Regions from separate parts of the Rattus norvegicus genome. Here region 1 is linked to region 2. Evidence: chromatin contacts called from public Hi-C data. All regions are on one chromosome and are shown on one strand. Each heading gives the region's core, a stretch centred on a gene start, on an enhancer-like site or on the middle of the called end of the contact. The rest is flanking DNA. Distances are from core to core; before and after follow the strand shown.

Evidence for each region. A called contact is a pair of places that touch in the nucleus more often than the background predicts.
Region 1: a Hi-C map of frontal cortex shows a contact between it and region 2, with 2.2 times the contacts expected there. The contact joins the promoter of Tedc1 here to the promoter of Brf1 in region 2. A contact is called at or near these places in 5 of 12 Hi-C or Micro-C datasets (the A7r5 cell line, frontal cortex, kidney and 2 more).

Annotation. Positions count from the first base shown.
Region 1 is chr6:138,056,500-138,059,388 of GRCr8, reverse strand. Tedc1 (tubulin epsilon and delta complex 1) reads right to left here and starts at 1,412. Exons shown (of 8, transcript NM_001399144.1): 1 at 1,258-1,412; 2 at 1,078-1,156; 3 at 458-660; 4 at 109-258. The coding sequence starts at 1,392.
Region 2 is chr6:137,900,840-137,903,642 of GRCr8, reverse strand. It overlaps Brf1 (BRF1, RNA polymerase III transcription initiation factor subunit), which reads left to right and starts at 1,257. Exons shown (of 18, transcript NM_001399505.1): 1 at 1,257-1,519. The coding sequence starts at 1,336.

The sequences.
Region 1 (2,889 bases), core at 163-2,662, 160 kb before region 2:
GCCTAGCAGTCCAGTGGTCCAGTGGTCCTGACAGAGACGGACCACAGAGAAAGGCAGCCCGGGGCACAGAGTGAAGAACCATGTGCCTGTATTACCTTCCTGTATTACCTTACTGAGGAGGGTACACTGCTCCCGCTGACTCAAGATCAGGCACCTCCACCTGAAGCGCAACTTTCCCATCAGCCATTCCACCAGGCGGAGATCCACAGGGCTCTTTGTAGCCACAAGGCATGCAAGGGGTCCAGGACTGGTCAGGGCCTCACAGTAAAGAGGGAACAGTAGTCAGCCCTGCTATACATCCCGTATCTTAAGATCTTAAGGACAGGGAAATTGTACTACTAACATAGGATCAAGCCTCTACATCCTTAGAGGCAAATATACCATGTGACCTGGGGGCACAGAGAAACCCACGGTTTCTAGGCAAAGCAGGGCTCAGACACCCTCATTACATACTCACCTCACACTGGGGCAACTGGTCACCCACCTGCACACGGGTCTGGGCAAGCAGCTGCTCAAGCAAGGGTCCTTGGGCCAGGAGCCAGGACAGGGCCAGCAGCAGTTCCCGGCTTCCCTGAGAACTGCCGTCGGGAAATTGTAGCAGCACAGACCTGGGGTAGCCTCGGGAGCCCAGTGCTGATTTCACCACACGGGCTTGGGCCTCTGGAGTGGGAAATCATCAGCTCAGGGGGTGCTAACCTGGAGGTTTCACCCTCTGGGGACCTGAGAGCACCCCCTAAGCTTAGAACCTGCTAAAAGTGGACAAAGGAGACAAGATCTGAGAGTCTGTGAGGAGGCAAGGTGCTAACTAACCAGCGGGCAGGATTTCTGTGAGTCTTTGGTTCAGGGTGTAGCCAGACTCTGAGTCTCACTGGAGTGATCAAAGCCACTACAACTCAGGTAAGCGTGGTAAAGACTAGTGGGAACCTATACTTAAGAAAGTGGGCTCAAGAGTAGGTGGAGCAGATGCCTGAGGGAAGCTGGTAGACAACAGTGGAGCTTTAATGGGGCGGGACTCCGTGGGTTAAGGCAAAACCACAAGAGCCTTGGGGAGCGGCTTTCTGAGAGGGCGGGACTTACCTGGGGCAAGGTCGGTCCAGGTATTGTTTGCAGCAAGCGGTGAGAGCACACGTAAGAGAAGTTGCCAGAGCACTGGAGCCTGAAGCAAACAGTTTGTAGTCAGCGGGTATCATGGTGTCACCTGCGTCGGCCCAAGACAACGCTTGCCCTGACCCCGACCGCCTATTCTGGTAGCCTCACCGCCTCTGGTCGATCAAACTTTGCGCGGCGGAAGATTTCGGGGCTGGGCCCAGCTGGTAGGGACCGACTCAGCGCTGCGACAGCTTCAGGCAGGGCCCTGGCAGCCCCTTCCACTCGGCTCCGCCGCCGCCCCATACAGCCAGCACCCAGCAGCCTCGGATCGCCCGCCCGGGACCGCGACCAATCACGGTTCCGGATGAGGCCCGCCTTCTCCGCTCAGGCCCAATGACCGGTGGCCCTGGCGTTTGAGTGCCTACCAGTCTATCCCGTAGGCAGGCACTTCCGGGGTCGGGGGTGGGAATTGGATTTGCTAATTTCTTTGGAACTCACCAATTAGCACCTCGACTTAGCAACCTCCTTAGCAACCACGGGCCCAGGCTGGGCCATGGGGAAGGCGCACATGCGCCCGAGCAATATGGCTCCACCCGGCCACGAAAGGAGTGTCTCTGCAAAGCCGCCCAAGAAGGAGCCCGCCGCCAGGGGTCGCCAGGCCCCCGCGAGAAGCAGCTGAGCCCTGCAAAGTGGGTGGGGAGTTCCGGGGGCCACGTCGCCAGAAATCTCTTCAGAAGCCATCCTCCCTTTCATGTACAGCCCCAGACTTGGTTGTCCCCATTTTTATTCTTCCTCCATCCACTAGAAGAGCAGTTTCTAAGGAAAATTCTCCACTTTTGAAAAGGGCACGGCCCTCTCTTTTAAGGTCGGACTTAGTTTTGTACTCAGCCCTACTGGATCAACCTTGGTAAGATGTGAGAATCCTGCAAGGATTCACAGCAGCTACATGGCAATGGCAGAATGAACCCAGAGTCCAACCTGATGCTCGGGGAAAGACGCTGACCACATGCAGTCGGTAATTATCCTCTGCAACCCGCATGAGCCTACTACGTGGCTAAAACCTTAGGTAGCGAGCCAGAGCAGCCTCTAATGGGAAGCCGGATATGAAAGACTACATTATGTGCGCCAGTGCGTGTGGAGGAGGGCCGGACAAAGGCCGGATGCTGCCTACGGTGATCCAGAGACGAGCCTGCGGTCGACGCATGGCAGCGGGGAATTGCTGGGGCGAGACTTGTACGCTCGAGCGGACACAAACTAAGCTTTGTGCACTCGATGTCACCACCAGAAATAGTTGGGACCGTGGACAGTACTGGGTGTACTCTACATCTTAATAAAGCCGGGAAAGAGGCAGGTGGAGAGGGAGAGGGTGCGGTGCGGAAGGGGAAAGTGAGTTGAGAGGGAGAGGCAGAGAGATCCTGAGGCACCTGCCGGCCTAACCGCTGCTACAGGATGGCCCCGCCCCCCGGAAGTACGGGGACTGTGGGCTCACCTTGCCTCTCCCTGTGTTTTGCTGCAGACCTCCCTCTGTTCATCAGGATACCCTCAGCTATCCTGCCTCGGGGTCTCCTCCTTCCTGGCCCCTTACAAAGCAGCTACGGCTGCTGGTCCCAAATGGCCACGTCCAGCTTGATACTACCTACTCTTTCTGTCCTCACGGCAGGGCCCTGCTTCTGCACACCTTAAACACTTCGAGAGACATGGATCTGGGTTTGAGAGGCTGGGATTATGAGGATGCCAGGGGACTCAAGGGTAGGAGACAACAGGGGAAAGTGAGCTTCTGCCCTTCTCCCATACAGCTCT
Region 2 (2,803 bases), core at 8-2,507:
GTTTGTGATAGGGTTATCCCTGTGTTTACAGAGCCCTGGCTGCCCTTTGTAGGTTAGGCTGGCCTCAAACTCACAGAGATCCACCTGCTCCTGCCTCTTGAGCGTTGGGACGAAAGCTGTGCACCAACACAATTGGCTTTTTCCAAGTTTGTTTTGTTTTTTTTTTTAAGCATGTTGATATTTCACTTGGAATTACACTGGTTTTGCAAGCTGATCAGAATTATGCGTATTTACAATGCTTCCTCTTACTCGAGAAAGGATGCTTTCTAATTCAGTTTGAGCTCCTGTGGCATCCTGCAGTCTAATTTTGGAGTTTCTTACCTGCAGTAGTACGCAAGATTTGCTAAACTTCGCAAGGACTGACGGGTATGGCTAAGAATGAGAGCCGCGCCTGCAGATGCAGGGGGTTCTGTGTATGCTCCACTTTACCCAGAGCTCTCCACCATGAAATAGGGAGTCCTGCTGAGAATCCAGCGTTGAGGGGGACCAAGTGTTCATCCTGGGCGGAGGGCACGCGGAGGGCTGCAGCGGAATCTGGAAGAATATCCCAGGTCCCTCTCAAACCTCGGCCAGGCGGGCAGTCCTTGATCCTACCCCAGGCGTGCTTTCTCCCCAGGTTCCTCCCACTACGTCCAGCCTCGAGGCCTCTACCAAAGCCTATTGTGCCAATCAATGCAGGCTTCACGGTAACCCTGGGCCCGGCCTTGGTCGCACTCAAGTTACCGCCCACAAGCACATCCCACTACTTTTGTTTCCAGATTCCTCTCACAGACAATCGGCTCTCCTTATGCTCTGCGCACGGCTTGTTTCTCCGCCTCGGCCCCGCCTCCAGGCTCCTCCCATACCTCTTGGGACTCTTCCCCGGCTCCGCCCATCGGCCAAGCCCTGCCCCTCCCCAGGCTCCTCCCACGGCCCCGGTCTCTTCCCAGGCTCCTCCCACGGCTCTGGTCCGGTCCCGGGCAGCGCTCCTTGCCTCGCCCCGCCCTTCTCGCCCGCCCGCAAGCCCCGCCCCGTTCCTTGGCTTGTGGCCCGCGAGGCCTACGGGCTCCTGGTTTGGAGCTTCGCTTCCGGCCGCCCGGAAGGTCGGCGGTTCGGTCCCAGCGTCCCAGTGATTCTGGAGTTCCTTTATTGGTCCCGCGGGCGCGGCCGTTGGAGGCGGCGCGGCCCGCACGCGCGTGGCGAATCTGCCGCTACGAATCGGCGGGCGTGGCGCCGGCGGCCTCGCGAGAGTGCGGCACAGACGGAGGCGGTGCGACGGGCCTTGCGGGCTGAGGGCCGCGGGCGGAGAGCGGGTTGGTGAGCGGCAGGGGGCCGGTGGGGCCCCGCGGCTCCAACATGACGGGCCGCGTCTGCCGCGGTTGCGGCGGCACGGACATCGAGTTGGATGCGGCGCGCGGCGACGCGGTGTGCACGGGCTGCGGTTCGGTGCTCGAGGACAACATCATCGTGTCCGAGGTGCAGTTCGTGGAGAACAGCGGCGGCGGCTCGTCGGCAGTCGGCCAGTTCGTGTCGCTGGACGGTGTGTTCTGCAGCTCGGGGGAGGGGGACGGGCAGGTCTGAGTGTGCAAGATGGGTAGGAAGTCGAAGCTAGCGGGGAAACGGAAGCAGATCGCCCTGCGACGGACCGTGGGTAGTCGGACAGGGAAACTGAGGCAGGGCCCGGCCGCGAATTTGCAGCCAGGTCCCCTCCGTGTCCTGTACGCTGACATGAGCTTCGCGATCCGCCGGGTCCAAGCGTCGCGGTCTGGTCCAACGGAGGTTCGTCCGGCTGGCCTGAAATCTGGCAGGCACAGCTTTCAAGCTCGCGCCTGATGCAGGTTCCGTTTATCCGGTTGGTCACTCTGACAGGTGTCATTTGCCCTAAGGGCTAGAAGAAGGGTTTGTTTCCTAACGGTTGAGTGTCGAGTCTTTAGTGAGTTATACTTCCAAGTCTTTCTTTGTATATATGATTCACGAAACAAAAGTTACTCATTTGAGCGAAGGTTTTACATTTTGAAGCATTCTCCAGTTTGGCGCCTGTTTCTTTTGTCAGTAATGTAAAATGTCTTCGTTTGAATTACCACATTTGTCTTCTAAAAGTTAACGTTTACCCTTTTATGTAGTTTTGTTTTTATTTTCTGAGTAATGGAGATCTAACCCAGGGGACTCTGGCACACTAAAGAGTTCCCAAATCCGTATGCCGTTGGAAGCCTAGTCCTTCCGTATTTTGAGTTAAGCCTGTGGGAAGTGCGATGTGCAGATTTAGGCTCCTTTCTTGCCCGTGGAGGTACCATTTTCCCCACACAATTTGCTGAAAGGATTCTTTTTTCTTTCTTTTCTTTCTTTCTTTCTTTTTTTTTTTTTTTTTTGGCGTGGAGTTACCATTGTTCCTCAGCAGAGATCCTTGTGTGCCCCGCCCCCTTTGCGAGTCTGCTCCCTGGTTCTGTCTTGCATTCATCCTTACCTTTTGTTTACATTTAATGTTTCGAGATGAGACTTGTGAGCCAACCAGCCTTTGCCTTCCTTTTTAGAATTGTCTGTAATCTCTTTCCCTTGGGTTGTAGAGTAACTGCATTTGCATATTTGTATTGTGTGTGTGGCTCTGGAGCAGGTTTTCCTCACACTGAGCAAGTGCTCTCTCTGCCAGTGAGCTAAATGCCTGGCTTTTTACATTTTAATTTGAGTTAGGGTTTTTGACAAGTTGTCCAGGCTGACTTTGAACTTAGTAACCCAGGTAAGCATTGAACTTGAAGTCCTTCTGCCTCGGCCTCCTAAGTAGTTCCATTATGAGCCTGTACTACCAAACCCAACTTTTGTTTGTTTG